2 separate regions of the Mus musculus genome follow, and region 2 is linked to region 1. A link is a contact called in public HiChIP or PLAC-seq data. All regions are on one chromosome and are shown on one strand. The core of a region is the stretch at or near the end of the contact, and the rest is flanking DNA. Distances in the headings are between cores, read along the strand shown.

Evidence for each region. HiChIP or PLAC-seq counts read pairs in DNA pulled down with a chosen protein or histone mark.
Region 2: a contact with region 1 is called in a FOXA1 HiChIP or PLAC-seq map of pancreatic cancer cells. The contact joins the promoter of Chmp3 here to the promoter of Eif2ak3 in region 1. A contact is called at or near these places in 2 of 115 datasets of contacts at active chromatin or transcription factors (extraembryonic endoderm stem cells and pancreatic cancer cells).

What each region holds. Positions count from the first base shown.
Region 1 is chr6:70,842,132-70,846,739 of GRCm38.p6, forward strand. Eif2ak3 (eukaryotic translation initiation factor 2 alpha kinase 3) reads left to right here and starts at 2,384. Exons shown (of 17, transcript NM_010121.3): 1 at 2,384-2,890. The coding sequence starts at 2,595.
Region 2 is chr6:71,541,323-71,545,930 of GRCm38.p6, forward strand. It overlaps Chmp3 (charged multivesicular body protein 3), which reads left to right and starts at 2,530. Exons shown (of 6, transcript NM_025783.4): 1 at 2,530-2,711. The coding sequence starts at 2,667.

The DNA of each region.
Region 1 (4,608 bases), core at 1,134-3,633:
TAAAGCAGACAAGCAAACTGGAAAAAAATTAAGATAAAGACCTCTAAAACAAAACAAAAAGCACAAAAAATTAGCATATGCTTTGTCTTAACCAGGTAAGTACTCCTAGGCATGGGCCCACCCTGGAGTGTGGCTGATGTACTACCCAGTGAAACTCCATTGGAGAAAACTAATTTTCCCTTTCCCAGCAGTTATCTTGCAAATAGTGTCTTGCTTAGGGGCGGGACTTTGTATCCACCGACCACTGTCAGTGCTGGGTTTTGGTCTGGTTCCAGCCTGTGCAGATCTTTTGTATGCTGTCAGTTTCTGTTGAGTCCATGTACACATTAGTGGCACCGATGTTCTGGGAGTGGCCAATCACTTTTTGATTGGATTTAAGGCCCACTCCATAAGGTAGAACCCATAGCTGATGCTGACATTGTAGTGAAAACCTGAAACTAGACAGTCACATACTTAGGGGCAAATCTACTATTATTATTGTTATAAGGACATAGCAATAAAGCGACTACTGATGACATATTGCTATATCGTCAGTAGAGCACCATTCACCCTCATCAGAGAAGCGGCTTCTTGCAATAAAGACAGAAATTAACAAAGAGATCCTCAACTGAACAATATACAGAAAGTTGGGTACTCTGGAGCTCTCAGTCCTAAATAGGATATCTGTATCAAACCTCTCCCCACAAGGCTGTGTTTTGCACAGAAAAGATGGGAAGATTGTCAGAGTCATAGGTAGCAGGTAACTCCAAGGGAAGAGTTTCTTCCAGACACAACAGTACCAGTATACATACGAGCTTAAAATGGAATCTTTAAAAATAAATAAAAAGAGAAAGGGACCATATGAGCAGAGGAAAGTTCACATGAAGAAGCAATAGAGTAGCCATCTAACAAACCAAAAGGGGCCTCAGAAGAACTCGATTCTGATGGCTCCCGATGGAGGAATTCTAGCCTCTAGAACACATATGCTAGAGGGAATTTGCTATGACAGCCCTGGAGAATTAATATACAGGGCAAGAACTTCCGGTCCTTGGCTTTCATCCTAAGCAACACAGGGTAAGTTGAAGGTCATATCCTGCCCTGTAGGGAAGCAGGAAAACAAGGGACAAAATGTCTCATAGAGGAAAGGCTGAGTTCCACAGTGGAGGACACTTAGGAGGAAAAACGGGACTCCTCTTCGAATTTATTAAAACCATGTGAGTGAATCAGAGCAATCTGGGTGGAGCTGAGGAATACTAATGCCTGTGCAGTGTGTGTGAGATGAGAGAGGACAGGAAGACAAGGCGCTTTAGAGATTTGTTGTACAGAAGAGAGAAGGAATGTGGTGAGAACTAAAGGGAGAAATGGGTTTATAGGGATTGGGGCTGAGTGGAAATTAAGTGTGCTTCATGCAGATGGAGACCAGCGTACACAAACTGCCAACATCATTAAAAATCTTCCCAGTGTTTGGTTGGTGTTCTGAGTACACTGCTGAAGGATGCAACTTCTTACTCTTCCACACACCAGCTCTGAAATCTTCAGGGTATTCGCAACTACTTTAAGAGAATTTTAAACGCTTTGGTCAAACATTTGAACCTTCCCCACTTTGGTCGTTGTCGTTCTATTTCTCCTGAGGGCAGTGTAAAGCATGCCAAACCAACCGGGAGACTTAATAAATTTTTGTGACTGTGTGACCTTGTGCAGATTACTTCAAGTGCGCCAGGCCTGGGATCCTCCTTTATAAACAGGTTAAGAGGCGTTCCGGGCGCTCTGGGTTATCTGTTCTACAGATCACTGTCATCTCTATCAAAGCTGTAATTGTAATTCTTAATACCTTCCTAGCCACAAATTGGGCAACTCCTGAACTTCTAAGGACACATGACCTGTGCAGTCACTTTCCCCCAACTCTCATCCCTTCTTTCCAAATAAATTCGGCTTGGGAATAGCAAAAGCATCTATCCCTTTAAGATCAGCCACCTCCCGGCCACCCGGGACTCCTTTCCACTCTTCTTCCTTTCACAGGGGACGGTCCTCTTCACACTCAGAATCGGCCACGTACTAAGTGCCGCTTCCAACCAATCAAGAAGCAGTTAGCTCAGGCCTTTGAGGAGCATCCACTTTCACCAATAATCTCCAAGCTTTTCCCAGCGCCTCACTTTGAGGGGCGAGGCCAATCAGGGAATGGACCAATCCGTTCCAGAAGTGGCATTAGGGAACTGAAATGATTCACCAATCGCCTAAGAAGACTCTGGGGAGGGGCATTTCTCATTGGCCGTCGTTCCCGGAAAAGGGCCGGACTGCCACAGGGAAAACTACAATTTGATTGGTAGGTATAATGTTGACAACAAGGAACGCGTCTGCCTGGCTCGGAGTGGCAAGGCGCGCAACCAATCGCAGAGCAGACGCACGGAACCCTCGCTCAATGGGCGATGTCTGCACAAGGCTGTCACTCAGGTGGCAGTGGCTGAGACGTGGCCGGGCAGCTCTGCTGCTGCGGCGCGAAGTCGAGAGGCGGCGGGGTCCGTGGCGCGCGCTCGCAGTGCTCCGAGGCTCCGAGCGGCGAGACGGGCGGGCGCCGACGGCAGGGTCTCCATGCCCGCGCGTGGGGCGGGCCGCTGATGGAGCGCGCCACCCGGCCCGGGCCGCGCGCGCTGCTGCTGCTTCTGTTCCTGCTGCTGGGCTGCGCGGCGGGGATCTCGGCGGTCGCGCCCGCCCGCAGTTTGCTTGCTCCCGCGTCGGAGACAGTGTTTGGCTTAGGGGCAGCGGCCGCCCCGACTTCGGCCGCGCGGGTGCCTGCGGTGGCAACGGCCGAAGTGACCGTGGAGGACGCCGAGGCATTGCCGGCTGCCGCTGGCGAACCGGAGTCACGCGCGACGGAGCCCGATGACGACGTGGAACTGCGGCCTCGCGGCAGGTGAGAGGTTGGGAACTAGGGTCGGGGCACCTCTCGCAGGGATGCGAGTGACTGCGGACAAAGCAGAGAGCCGCGACACCTTCCTGTCCCACTCTGAGCGCCTGCCTGGTCCTGGCTGTGGGAGGGCAACAGCATCTTTAAAGGAGGATGAGGGATGCCTGGAGAATGCAACACCCGGCTTAGGGAAGAAAGTCACTTCCCCGCTTTCATTGTTTTCGGGCTTTAACCATATGCACTTTACACTCCCATTCCCAAATACTTGACTCGTTCTGTCCTGATTCTGTTGCGACAGGTAAAACGACTTTCAAAAGAGATGCCTACATTTATCCTTCAAATACAAGTCTGTTGTGGCTCCTGGTCGAGGGTTTTGATTTTCTGTTTCTCTAATTGAGATATGCGGGAACACCTGCATCAGAATTACCAGGGGGATGCTGGTTAAATGGACAGTTTTCTAGGCTCCGCCCCGGTTTTACTAAACCAGACCTTTTCTGGGTAAGAACAAGCACTCTCAAGAGCTCCGAACACACTTAGAGGTTAAAGTTTAAGGAGTGTGCTTGGGTTCTTTTATCCTAGCAGCTTTTTGATATTTAAAGGGGGTTAGCATAGTTTATTTCAGTTGGATTTCTTAGCCTTATAAACATACAAATTCAAGAGACAAGTTTTAAAGCAATTTTCAAAGTCTGCACAGAATGTAAAATACTTTAATAAAGTATTTTTCAGATAGCATGTGTGGAGAAAGTGGCACTATTTAATAGAAAGAATGCTAAAAGAGCATTAGGTAAATTAAGAGCTGCATCTAAATTAGAACATATCTAAGTTTGTAACATAGTAGTTATAGATTATAAAAAGTATCAGAACCTTGATCTAGGTACCCAGTGATTACCAGAAATAAACAGGGCAAGCCCTAAAATTCTCCATACACCATTTGAATAGTTATATTTAAGAATGTTTAAGTAATAAAGAATACAATTTCATCTATTTGCGAATGTATGAACTCTCCTAGATGAGTGAAACAGCTGTGAAGAGTAAATTACACGAAGTAGAGAGAACTATTCTGTTTTCCTTAGAACACACACCTGCAGCAGCAGGGACTTTCTAAAGCTGAGCAGAACCCCTGGGGTTATGGAGGTAGAGCAGGAAGCCTCTGCTCTTGGAAGGAATACGCAGTCAATCCAGCAATCGGGATGAAGCAGAAGGTCCTAACTGTAGGGCGGTTCAAATGAACAGTAGAAAGCAGTACAAAGGAACTGTCATGGGTGATGCACAGTTTGCTGGTGTATGCTGTGTAAGGCAAGGGATGAGGTAGGTTTATAGATAAGAAATGGCTGTGACAGAATGATTTGGTTCTTAAAAATGGGTAGAATTCTGATAGATGGTGGACTTAAGACAGCAAGAAGAATGGGGGTTGGAAATTATATTGAGACCATTTTGGGGAGCGTGTGTGCGTGTGTGCGTGTGTGTGTGTGTGTGTGTGTGTGTGTATTCTTCGCCTAACAGCATTATCACTTGGAACCACGTTAGACCTCCAGAATCAAGTACCTCCCAACCTACTAAGCACCTGCCTTGTAATAGATCACTGTGTGATTTATATACACATTAGTCTGAGAAATCTTAATCTTGAATGGTCAGGTCTATTTCTCTAGCAACAAGGTTTACTGAAACAAGGTAAAGATACTAGTATTATATTCCATTACTTGGGACTAATATGAGAGATAGTT
Region 2 (4,608 bases), core at 1,280-3,779, 700 kb after region 1:
AACATAAAATATTTAATGGGCTAAAAATGAGAATTTGGGAGGTAGGTAAGATTTAATATAGATTTTTTCCCACTTTAGAAACAAGACTTAAACATTTCAATTATATCAAATGAGAAAATTGTGAAAGTAGTCAAAGGCTAAGAAGGTTTGACACACTGTATCTATACATTTTTTTTCTCATTAACTTCTTGTCATTTGTTGACTCTACAATTTTGACAACTTCCCAAAGCTCTGCTATGAATCTCTTTTCCTTTCTTGGATGCTCCTAAACTTTAATCAGTGTAGTCTGTCTGTGTTTAGTGCTATTGCCTAGAACTTCTGAGAGTGAAATCAGGAGAGACTATCACATGTTCTCTCATTCCTCAGTTTTTAAAACAATTGATTTAAATTGACATAATACTCAAACACAAACATCCTAGAGTACCAAATGGCAGCTTTTAACCAAATACTTCCTTCTTCTTTGAATTTCTGCTTCTCATTTTAGTGTTTTTTTTCCCCCTTCTTCCCTGAAACTTATAATCCTTCATGCTAGTTGGACAGGCCTGTATTTTGGATGAGACTTCTGCATCAGTTATAATAACAGCTGAGGTGGGTCTCACCCTAAGGTCACTTCTTCCCGCAGTGTGTAGAAGTTAGATCCAGTTCTTCCTCCCAGCTCTATGTGCCCAGAAATAAAGACTCAGACTCAAAAATATTCACACATACCTTGGCCATATTGCTAGGCTCTCTTCTGAGTAGATCATAAATTAAAATAACCCAATTATTTTTAACACATATTCTGCCATGTGGCTGGTTACCTGTGCTCAGTTACTATGAAGCAGTTTGGTCACATCTTCCCAGGTGAATCTCCCCTGCCTGGCTCTATCCCAGAATTCCTTCTGCCTCCAGAATGTCCCACAGTCTATCCTACTCTTTCCTATATGCTATAGGTTTTTTCTTAATTGACATGTGATGCATCTATACAATGCATGAGACATTCTCTATAACAGTGACTTAGATTTATCCTGTAAATTTAATGGAACGTAGAAGGGCTGAAGACAATGTGGTCATCCCCTATGTGGGTCTTTCCAACTGAGCTTTTAACCAGAGTTGGGACTTGTTGTCTTGGGCTTCTCTTTGAGGCTACTGCTTGTGCTGGGGAGATTCTTCTGACCCTCCCTTTGTTGTGTTCGAGTACCCCGATATGAGAATACCTCTTATCTATAGTGTCTTTATGATCAGACTTTCTAAATTAAAAGAGGCAAGTTTGCTAAAAGCAAGGAGAATTAGTTGTTGGAGTGGTAGGAGGAAAGGGCTGGCTTGGTAGCAAATAAACAAATACTCTGAAAACAAACAAAAGTAAACAAACCCTCCCTCTGCATGAGAACAAAATAACAGGGTATCCAACCAGTTCAGAATAAACCAATGGACCATTGACAAAACACAAGGAAGGCCAAAGCTCAGAAGGAATTCAGCATCCACCTGAAGACGCAGCACAGCCAGGCACAGAACGCTTCATGTTCGTACCTGGTGCCCACCCGGGTGAAAGTGTGAATTAAAATGGGCAAAGTGGATGGCAGGTGCCATAAGTATGCCAGTTTAGTTCCTTTGTGTTTTAAAAGAGATTAGGAAACAAAAATCAGTAAAGGCCAAGGGAAGAGTCAGAGGAATGGATGTGGACAACATATCACATTCATGAATGAAATTCTCCAACAATAACATTTTAAAAATAATAAAGAAAATTAGGAGTCTGATTTCCTCTCCACCCAGCCAGTGGCCATATTACAATTTATAGAAAGCTATGATATGAAAGCCAGAACATATGCAGACTTAACTGTAAGATATACTAACTGGTTCCTTCCCAGAGGGAATAGACAATGGACCCAGGTTGCCTCTGTTCCATTAGAGAATATTTATGTTTATCATTAAAGTTTCAGTAAAGAAAATAGGGTTTTTTTTAAAAAAGATTTCCCCGGTGTTTGTTTTTTAAAGGTAAGATGAGGCTGTAGAAGTGGCTTCCTGTTCTTCCAGGGGCCCAAGTTTCCTTGCACAGTTCCTTGTCTATGAATCCATTTCTTTAATGTGTGCAGAATGCAAGTCTTTTGTTATCTCTTCTTTAAAAGTTAGTTTCAGCTGACTCGTGCAGGTCTGTTTAACCTTAATCTTACAAGCGAAACAAATGTTATAATCTGTTGAATCAATCCCTTCTTCTCCAGCTTCAGCATAAGATCACTGCTAGAACTTTTAAGACTTCCTACAAAGGGGAAAGAAGGCGATGTCAAGTTTTCGAGTAGGTGTGTAGATTTGCAGTCTGTGAGGTGACTACGGACCCAAAGAGAAACCCATCCACAAATATCTGGGAAGTGGTTGTAAATATGCGTGACAGCGTTGAGATATATATTTCTGGGCTAGCTGACAGGTTTTGGGTGTAGGCAATAAATATCTTAAGAGTTACTTCTATACTTCACTTAAGCTCCCTTATGAGCAATGGTGTCATCCACACTGTAGAACCCCACCCAACTTAACTCTGCGCCTGCGCCGCGCGCGTGCGTACTAGCCCTGCTGCCGCCGCGCCCTTCTCTGGGCGTCTGATTCCCTTCCTCCCAGCCCCGCCCAGGCGGCTGCCCGTGACCTGCCTGGGCGCAGGGAACGGAAAGTCGGAAGGGGTAAGAGGAGTTCAGTTCATCATGGGACTCTTTGGAAAAACCCAGGAGAAGCCTCCCAAAGAGCTGGTAAGGGCCAGCGACCGGGGAAGCTCCGCAGCGGAGGTGGGAACAGCCAGCTGCGCTCTCAGGCTGGCCCCTATTTCCGGGGCCTTCCACTCTGCCGAGGGGCCGAGGGAAGAGTTTAGGATTGGGATGTGAGGAGAAGCGCGCCTTGGCCGCTCGGCGTCCGACCCGGGTGTGTAGGGCCTGGTTAGGAGCACCTCGGCCTCGCCCCCAGGCGCTGGAGGCGCCACGCCGCCGGGCCCCGAGGAAGCACTCTCTCCCCTGCGCGCGGTGGTACGGGCCGCCCGGAACCTTTCTCCTGCGCAAGCCCCGCCCCCGCGCCGGCCTGCAGACCACCCGGAGGACTTGCCCTAGACCGGAAGGTTGTGTGCGGTGAACCGGGTCGGAGCCCCCAAAAAGTCCAGGCACCTGCCAGGCAGGTCCTTTTCTCGCTCTCCTCTGTGTGCAGGGAAGCCCGACTTGTGTTTATTCTAGAAGCTCAGTTCTCTCAGGCCCTACCCATAAGGATGCTACCGAAAACAGTTCGGATCCTACTCTGAATCCTTAGATCTGCCTATCAATTGAGTTATTTTAGAAACCAAGTATCAGCCGCCTAAGTTTGAGTCCTACTTTTAGACGTCTCGGCTCTCTGATCTCGAAAAACTTGTCCGAGACTTCTCCTATGTCAAGTAGGAAGAGTGCTACCGCAGTAATTGACCATTGAAGGATGTGAAGTTTGAGCTAGTAGTGGTAGTGAAGGTGCATTCTTTTTTTTGTTTTGTTTTTGTTTTTTTCGAGACAGGGTTTCTCTGTGTAGACCTGGCTGTCCTGGAACTCTCTTTGTAGACCAGGCTGGCCTCGAACTCAGAAATCCGCCTGCCTCTGCCTCCCAAGTGCTGGGATTAAAGGCATGCGCCACCACCGCCCAGCGTGAAGGTGCATTCTTTACACACCCAGCCTTATTACTGACCACCAGTAGTCGCACCAACAGTACCAGCTCCCAGCACATAGCACTTGTGGGGTCCCATTCCAGACCTACTAAATCAGATTTAAATTATGACTATCCCGAGTGGTTAGAATGTGCCTTGACCTTTGAGAAGCACTGTTTCTACAGCACTCAAACTTGTCCTTCTAAACCTTTAGTTCACTTATGGAAGTGTAGCTGTCAAGCCAGTCTAATTAACGTTGCCATTTTCCGGTGCGTGTTCTTTTTTTTTTTTTTTTTTAAGAGGGGTACTTTACTAGAGGAGAAATTGACATTACATTCTTAGCAATGACACTTATTATTTAAAATAATGGAAACGTTAAACGAGTAATGTACATACCAGGCATAAGTTTAAATAGTAATAAGACTGTTTTCTTTAGACTATCTCAACTTATGGATGACAAAGCTAAAGCCACACACTAGTAATGATTTACTTATCTTCAAGAAGAGTATACAAATACCACAAAATGGTCTACATAATGTTCTGAAGTGAAATTGTATGCTTGTCTCATTTAAGTTCCACATGTTCAGTTTTATACGAGAGAGCAAAATGTAACAGGTGAATGAAAGTTCTTAATAAGAAAAGGTTTTAAGAGATGCAGTGTGGCCTGCAGTTCAGCTGCTTGGTCATTTTCAGGACATTCCTGAAAGCAAGAGTTCAAGGGCAGACTAGACAGTGGCTCAGAAAGCAAAGATTTTTCGGGAAAGTCTGGGTGTTGTAGTTTCTGAGACATTACCATGCATTCGTTTTAAAAATTTAATCCCCACATTAAAAATGAAAGTAACATTGTAAAAGTAAAGACTTTAGAGTTGGCTGTTCATCATCCTGCAAGGTCTGTGTCTTGCCCTTAACTTTTTCCGGTGTGTTATTTTATGTGAAATGGAAGTTGGATGTAAACTTGATGAGATCCAAGTTAAACTAATTTAGCAAGAATG